Regions from separate parts of the Mus musculus genome. Here region 2 is linked to region 1. The links are chromatin contacts, called in public ChIA-PET maps. All regions are on one chromosome and are shown on one strand. Each heading gives the region's core, a stretch centred on a gene start, on an enhancer-like site or on the middle of the called end of the contact. The rest is flanking DNA. Distances are from core to core; before and after follow the strand shown.

Region 1 (3,972 bases), core at 735-3,234:
CTCCTCCCCTTGCTCTGTCTCTCCATTCTGCCCTCCACCATACTGTAGGCTTTAGTGATTAATGGAGATCTGTGCAACACTGTGGAGAAAACAACCCATCTCTCTGGATCACATTAGAACCATGCCGTAGCTGGGAGTACGGGAGGAGCCTGGAGGTAGGTAGCACCTCGGTGAGATCTTGCAGGAAGGCTCAGGGTGGGAGCTGTACTGAATGGGCATGGCTAGAGTTGAAAGCCTTTGCTAATGTTCATGTAACTTGGCCTAATAGAGGGCAGAGCTAAGAGAGGTAGTGGGTTCCTATGTCAGTGTCCTAAACATGCATGGTGTGTGTTTTGCTAAAACTAGAGAGAAATTCAACAGATGCATACTCTTTTAACACGTGTCAAGTGAGCTCACCATTCATCTGTTCTCAGAGAGCAGCGTGGGAGAGTTGAAATTCGTGGCTCATCTCTCATTAGTTGTCTTTTTAGAGAAAGCACGGTCTCAGTGAACATTAAGCTGCTTGGGCTGTATTATTCCTTTTCCGAGAGAGAGAGAGAGAGAGAGAGAGAGAGAGAGAGAGAGAGAGAGAGAAGAGAATGGTAGGGGGAGAGGGAGAAGAGAGCAGAATACCAGGACTTGCTCTGTGGGTGAGAATTCTGGTGGGATGATGGTTTTAGCGTAGATGGTCCTGGGATGGGAGATTGGGGTAAGGGTACATCTGTGTCAACTATGGCGTGGAACCTTCCCAGGACCAACCACCAGAGGGCAGCAAAGACCAATTTGCGGATTGTTTCCTGACTGCTTATTTGCTTTGCTTTGGGTGTCAGAAGTGGCTGGAATTTTGCCGTTGTCAGCGGTTTATTCGGCTTCTTATCAACCACAAGTGCTGACTTTAAAAGGGCAATGGTCACTGTGAGAGTGGGGGAGCCTCAGCTGTGTGATTGCTGGGCTCAAGATCAAGCTTGTAAATAAGCTATGGTTATTTTGATGACTCCAGGGCATAATTTGACTCATAAATGTCTCCTAAAATCAAATGAACCCAACAAAACCAAAGCCCGTTGTATCACTTTGGATGGGTATAAAAATGCTTACACATTGTCGTGTTGACTCTATGGCAATTGCTTATGTTTTTACAACAGAAACGTAAACATTTATCTTTATTTTGAGTCAGGGTCTTGCAATGTATCTCTGCCTGGCTTTGAACTCCCCTTATAGACCAGGTTGGCCTCTAACTCAGAGAGATATCCCTGCCTCTTCAGGCCAGTTACTGGGATTAAAGACATATATACCGCAATATTTATCTTTTAAAAGATTAATCTGCCGCACTTTCCTCCAAAGTGAGGAGCCAGAGCTCAGTACAGCTAGAGATAAGCTTGTGTGTTGAAAGTGTGTGGAAGAACTACCGTTTTGAGCGCAGTTCCTTTTATATGGGCCCAATTTGTTCCCTTTCAGCACTGCGATGATGATAGAGATGACCTGGTGCATACCCCACAGAGACTCAGAGTGTACCAAAGAAACTAGACCATTGAAAGGGAGCATCCAGGGTTACCCTGGCAAGGGGACAGGGGCAGGTGGTGGTCGGGATCCAGGGCTAGCACCTTATAGAAGGAAAGCCCTAGGGTATTGTGGGTTGGAAGGGACCTCGGAGATTGTGTTCTATACTAAGCCCCACTGCTCTCCATGGTTGGGATTGAATCTAAGAATTCCTACATGAAGAATACAAACTCGGTCGCTCAGCTGCGCCCCACCCCCTCTTTTATAGAAATATTTCCGAGTAAGGCCTCTTGATCCCTGGCAGAGTGACCTAGAGTTGGCATGCAGCCCATCTTTCTTGAGTCACACAGCTAGGTCGTGCTTACAGATAGATGGACACTCTCAGCGCCTGTGGTAGGAGTGGAGTTTTTCAGTGCTGAAGGAGAGGGAAGTCCTTGGGCGTTCCTCCCTGTTTGATGTGGCATAGGGAACTTTAGCTGCTGTGACTGTGCCAGCAGTTCAAGGATCAGCACTGCTTGTCAGTGAGTCATCAGAGGCCAAACAGGCCTCTGGGAACCCAGCCTTCTGAGGCTCCAGGTACAGCCACGGCAGCCATGGGGACTGGGACACATGGCTGTGGACTGTTTTTCAGATGTTCCTTGCTTGGGTCCTGCTAGGAAGGAAGCTGGCCTTCCTCAGCTCTGTGGCCCACTTACTTGGGACAGAGGGTATCTGGGCTACAGCTGTAGGGAGCTGCATTGTTTCATGGAGACTGTCACCTGTCACTGGGAATCATCGTCTGTGCCACCTGGAAGGTTGGACAATGACAACCGATGGCTGGCAGGTTTTCCTCAGTGTTTCTGCCTGAAGCCATTTCCATGTAAGATGGTCCCTGTGAAGGGGACTGTCCCTTTTCTTCACATTTCACTCTGTCATGTTTCTGTCCCTTGCTTTAGTAGATTCACAGAGAAAGGGATTGAAAGAGAAAAGCCACAACTGTGGCTGGCTTTTGTTGAGAGCTTCCTGTTAAGGGACAGCATTTGAAGCATGCTATGAGCAATCACAGTTCATCTCGGCAGTCCTGTAAGGTGGATATTCTCATGAGTCTTGTATTTAGTTGAGAAATGTTGTGATCTAAAACAACATAGCAGTTTGTCCAGGGTTTGTCAGGGCTCACAGTTCACTAGGGTCCAGTTCTTACCGTGCAGGCAGGGTAGTTTTCAGGTGATAAGTCTTTGAGTGTCTTGCATAAGCCCTAGCCACAGCTGCTCCTGGATCACTGTGTGGTATACAGTCATGTTTGCTTTGATTAACTGAGCTTAACCAAAGATTTAAAAATTGTCTACATTGAAAGTCATAGAGATTCTACCCAAACTGGAATTTGTCAGATGTCAGCTGGCTAGTGGCAGGGCCAGAATCTAGGCCTCCACCCCATCTAGTGGCTCTATAGTAGGCTGCTGGCTTTTTCTAAGAGTAGTACCTTTCCGTGGTCCCAAGCATCTGTGTGCCAGGAGGGCTAATGAAGGGCTGAGGCCCGAGGCTTCTTCATACAGATGTTCTTTTATGGGGAAAGGAGCCATTTATGGCAAACATTTATGGAAGGTGTCCAGAGGAATTTTAAAAAACTCAATCCACTGTAATAATTTTCTTTCTTTTTTTCTGTTTGTTTGTTTATTTGTTTTTCAAGACAGGGTTTCTCTGTGTAGCCCTGGCTGTCCTGGAACTCACTTTGTAGACCAGGCTGGCCTTGAACTCAGAAATCCACCTGCCTCTGCCTCCCAAGTGCTGGGACTAAAGGCATGCGCCACCACTGCCCGGCTTGTAATAATTTTCTATGCCTAGTCTACAATAAACTTTAATAGGTCAAAAAAGGTTTATCTCTCATTATAGATATTTAAAAATTCCCTGGGCCTTTTTAGTCAGACACCACAAAACTCTGAGGGGAGGAGCAAGATGAGAGTCTATGACTTGTTTGTGTTTCTGAATTTCTTGGTTTACTAATTCTAGGCATTTCTACAGCTCTGCTGTGAGTTCAGCTCAATTATGCAAAACACACCCTCATTTCCATTTCCCCATTTTCCTTTAGTTTCAGATTTTTACATCATTGCAAATCTGTATAAAACCTACCAGATTACCTACAAACATCCTGCGATCTCCCATTTCCTATCCTGATAACTCGATTTCTTGATTTTATCCACTCCCCAATTTGGTCTGAAGAACTGTAATTCATTTTTATATTGTAAAAACTGAAACATTGAGTTTTTCTTCTGTATTTAACACCTAGCTTTTGGTATTTGAGTACATTATTAAGGTCAGGGCTATGTATTTGTCAACAGTAGAACTATGCAGAATGTGAAACATATGTTTTCCCCATATACATCCGATGTGAAAACCCTTTTACAATGTGAAGAACAGTGTCCTAGCATAGCTGTCTTATACTCCATAAACTAATCAAATCCACAGTACCTGGCATTTTCATTGTTATATTTTTGAAAGGCTCGGTTTTCTGCTGCAGTT
Region 2 (3,972 bases), core at 1,071-3,570, 140 kb after region 1:
CATAAGGTGTTTATATCTAGTTTTATATTTGAGTACGTTTAAGTAACATAATTTGAAACAAGCTAAGTCAACATTGCAAGGGACTTTTTTTCCCCCCTTCAAGAAGGTTTCCACATTACTCAAGTTGAAGAAAACTTGAAAGGACTCGTTTTTTAGCAACCTCCCTGGTGTTATTTATTTATTTTGTCACAGATATTAAGTCTTGTTTGCTTTTCATTTTCAGTAATAAAAATTGTACACATGTAATGTTGGAGCTGTGGTCATGGCCAGGTCCTGGGTCTGAGGAGGGGACTGACATATGGCCATGGACACGAACACAGGAACCTGATGAAGGCGAGGGACAGACCCACAGGAGACATTTGAGATGTGGTGGGGGTGAGGATAGGGAAACAGTGGTTTGGGAGGGGCTCTCATTTGCTTTGGAGAATTTGGTCTTAACTAGTTGTTAGTGGGGTTATTGATCAGTACATGGTTCTTGGAAGTGTGGCTAAACTGTCAGCACACCTGTCATTCTCCATGGTGACCTCAGGCCAGCTCTATAGCCCATCTGCTCTCAAAGCCTGACCTTCTTCCCAGAAGTTGGCTTCACTGAACTGACCCTGTAGTTGTTCCTGGGTCTCAAAGCAGCCACCTCAAATCTGGAGAAGGGCAGAACCTTAGGAAGCACTCTGCCCCCAACCCTCCATGAATCCTCCAGCTGGACTTCTCTATGGTCTTTTTGGCCAGTCATAGTGCACACATCTGAACTTGGAGATTTGGCTGCGCAGACCTCTCAATAGGAAAGGGTTTGGACCCAAACTGAAGATCCGTGGGGTATGGAGGCATTGCATCAGCTGTTTGCAGAGCAGACCTGCTCCTGAACTGGCCTCCATGGCACAGGGTGAACTGACCGGACACACCAAGTGGGTCCTTTTGGGTAATAACATAACTGGCAGAACTGGGGGCAGGAAGGACCCCACTCCGCCAGTTTCTGTGAGTCATCAGAAGATAACTAAGCAGTAATCTCTACCTTCAGGGCCAGGTGGGTCCTTTAACAACTGCAGCAGTCCCAGGGTGCTCGGAGCGTGGTAAGGATTTAGATAATCTGAGGTCCTTTTTCCTCTTCCCAGGGCCTACAGCTGCTGCTTAGCTCTCACTGGTAGTTGTCCTGGGGAATGTGGATACAAGTGTTCCAGAATTTTCAGTTTTTCAAATGGCAAGCACAGTATTTTTAATGTGGAATGGCTGGCATGGTGGTATCAAACCAAGCTTATCTACCAGGAGGGATGTGAGCCATCCACATAGTAGGCACAGGCCCTTGGCTCCCAAACAATTCTCCAGGATGTTTCTGCTCTGAACAGTAGCTCTGGGTACTAATGGAAAAGGTTGGTGGTTCCTTGGGGAGGGCAAAGGACCAGGATTGAGCTTCACAAGTTACTGTCCTTAGGTCCATGATATTCCCAAGAGATGGCCTCTATCATCTGCAAGTTCCCTGGATTGCGCGTAACTATAAGAAGCTGCAGAGTGGGGGTGGGGTGGGGAGTTCTGGAGGAATGATGCTCACTTAGGATAGACAGCTGGGCTCTGTTTTATTCACACTGTGAAATCTCTGGCTTGGCCTTTGCCTAGAGAGTGGGCGGGGGGGGGCATCACCTGAAATATACATAGGATTGTATGTGTGTGTATTATGTTCTGTGTTGCCATAGACACCTAGGTCACAGCATGAATGCAATTATAATGTACTGTGGCCATCCTGTACATATAAGCCCCATGTTTGTCCCCCTACACCCAAGATGGCTTTGGTTTTTATACAGTGAGCTGGGTTGGTCACCAGTCATTAGTTAATGCCGTTCTCTGGCAAGGAACAGTCCAAGCACATACCATGAAGGGGAGTTGGGTGTGGCCCTGCTGTAATAGTTAAAATAGGACCTGCATGCTGTGGTGGGGCTCAAACTGTACTGCCATGCATGTGAGGAACCGAAGAGGGAGAGGGGGAAGGAAGGAAAGGGCCTGTCTGTCTGTCTGTCTGTCTGTCCCCTACTGCCATACAGCACTTTCCAACAGACCTGCACACATGGAGGCATCAAATCATAACTGCCATGGTGCACTTTCAGAGTCTGCATCAGAAGCCCCAGTAGGGAACAGCCACGGGCTTTCCCAGCAGCCTCTCTGCCTTCTGAGGCATTCTTCCTCCCACAGCCCTGGAAGTCATATTTCCTGCCCTGTCCTGGGCTTTAGCGAGTGACACCGAGGCAGTAGCACGGACCACTCGCAGAAGGGCAGAAGAACCCCACTTGGTTTTCTGTTCTCTCCTCACTCCTTTTAACTTTGCTCTTGCAGCATGATGTGGGCCCCTGAAGCCACAAGCACTTCCGCCTTGCTTGACTCTATTGCTAAGCACGGTGCAGACCCCAGTGTGACCCCACCGCCCGCCTGCCGCCTTGCCTGCCCGCCGCCTGCCTGTCCCTCCCTTCTCCCTATGGGGTTATCTAGAAGTTTCTCCTTAGACTCATATTTTCTATTCTAATTGGCTCAAATGTTTCTGTCTTGGCAGCAAACCTTCCCAGTAAGACTTTTTACTCCAAGTTCGCAGTACCTGGCAAGAATCAGTGAAATCTTTAGCATGTGGAAATGCAAAGTTGATTCACAGATGCCTTGAAAAACGATTTGACCTAAACACACACACACACACACACACACACAAAACAACAACAACAACAACAACAAAAAACAAAACCCAAACCCTTATATTGGTGTTACACAATCTGTGTTCCAGGATGCATGCGATATTTATTATATGTGTGTTTCTGATGTGTGTTTCTGTACAGTTTCTCACACTCAAAGTCTTCAATGTTGGCTACAGATTAGCTTAATTCCTCTTGCAAATGGGTCCTGGTTTTTGTTGTTGTTTTGGAGTTTTTTGTTTTTGTTTTAAGAAAAAAAAACCTGGTATCTTTGCTGACTATGCAATCACTAAGAAAGGACTCTTGGGTAGGCAAGAAAATGGGGTACTCACATGCAGAACCAGAGACCTGTATAAATTGCCACAGACACAGTCCTTAAACAGAAATTGTATCACAACCTCCCTTAAGGAGATTTGGTATAAGGATAACACCAGACTTGGATAATTTTTTTAAAAATGTATGAAAGAATATATTTTAAATAATGAAATCTCTACTATAAAGAAAATTCTGCTGAATAAATGTTGCAGAATTTCCTGGATTTGAGATGCACTTGTGCTATACCTGAGGTCCATTCAGGGGTGGAGGTGTTGGTGAGAGAATCTCTCTGTCCTACCTCATTTTTGTAACTTCTTGTGAATCAGGGATGGTTCTAAAGTGGGAAATCACACTAATAGTATAAGGTGAGGAAAATATAAAACATGGTATATTATCATCAGGAACATATCTCACAGGTGGAAAATCCCACCTTAGCTGCATGCTTAGCTAAGGTATCTGCCCCATCTTGGCCACCTGTTATTTTGTCTGATACAGTATTGGATCTAGAGACTGTAGCCCCCAAATCTTAGTGGCTGAGAACTTCTATAAAGGATCAGTCTTGACTGCCTACTACATTGGACTTGAGAAGCATCTGGAAGATTATCAAAACACACCTGGGTGTGGCTGTAAGCGGTAACCAAGAGTGACAACCCTTGAATGTACCGTCTCCAGGCCAGGAGCCTGGACAGACTGACAGAAAGAAAGGAGACATATCCCTGCCAGACCCTTGAATATATCCTCTAGACCAGTTGGAGTAACAGAAAGAGAGAGAGAGAGAGAGAGAGAGAGAGAGAGAGAGAGAGAGAGAGAGAAAGGGAAGGGGAAAGGGAAAAGGGAAAGGGAAAGGGAAAGGGAAAGGGAAAGGGAAAGGGAAAGGGAAGGGAAGGGAAGGGAAGGAAAGGGAAGGGAAGGGAAGGGAAAGGGAAGAAAGGAAAGGAAAAGAAAGGAAAGGAGAAAGTCAGCTAGTGACATACTCCCTGCCTCTGCTTTCTGG

The links. ChIA-PET counts read pairs in DNA pulled down with a chosen protein or histone mark.
Region 2: a contact with region 1 is called in an RNA polymerase II ChIA-PET map of memory CD8 T cells, with 11 read pairs. The contact joins two enhancer-like sites. A contact is called at or near these places in 3 of 39 promoter capture datasets (embryonic stem cells, liver and second pharyngeal arch cranial neural crest), 6 of 484 Hi-C or Micro-C datasets (CD4 T cells, conventional dendritic cells, granulosa cells and 3 more) and 2 of 115 datasets of contacts at active chromatin or transcription factors (CD8 T cells and memory CD8 T cells).

The regions. Positions count from the first base shown.
Region 1 is chr2:127,888,842-127,892,813 of GRCm38.p6, forward strand. All of the region lies in intron 8 of Acoxl (acyl-Coenzyme A oxidase-like), which reads left to right. Among named protein-coding and RNA genes, the nearest start is that of Acoxl, 36 kb to the left of the region's middle. Within about 2 kb of position 1,985, at least 43 of the 459 cell types and tissues checked have an H3K27ac peak or open chromatin away from gene starts, as enhancers often do. A contact at or near this core is called in CD8 T cells and memory CD8 T cells, where this site is marked.
Region 2 is chr2:128,025,646-128,029,617 of GRCm38.p6, forward strand. The region is part of intron 12 of Acoxl (acyl-Coenzyme A oxidase-like); the gene reads left to right. Among named protein-coding and RNA genes, the nearest start is that of Bcl2l11, 98 kb to the right of the region's middle. Within about 2 kb of position 2,321, at least 14 of the 459 cell types and tissues checked have an H3K27ac peak or open chromatin away from gene starts, as enhancers often do. A contact at or near this core is called in CD8 T cells and memory CD8 T cells, where this site is marked.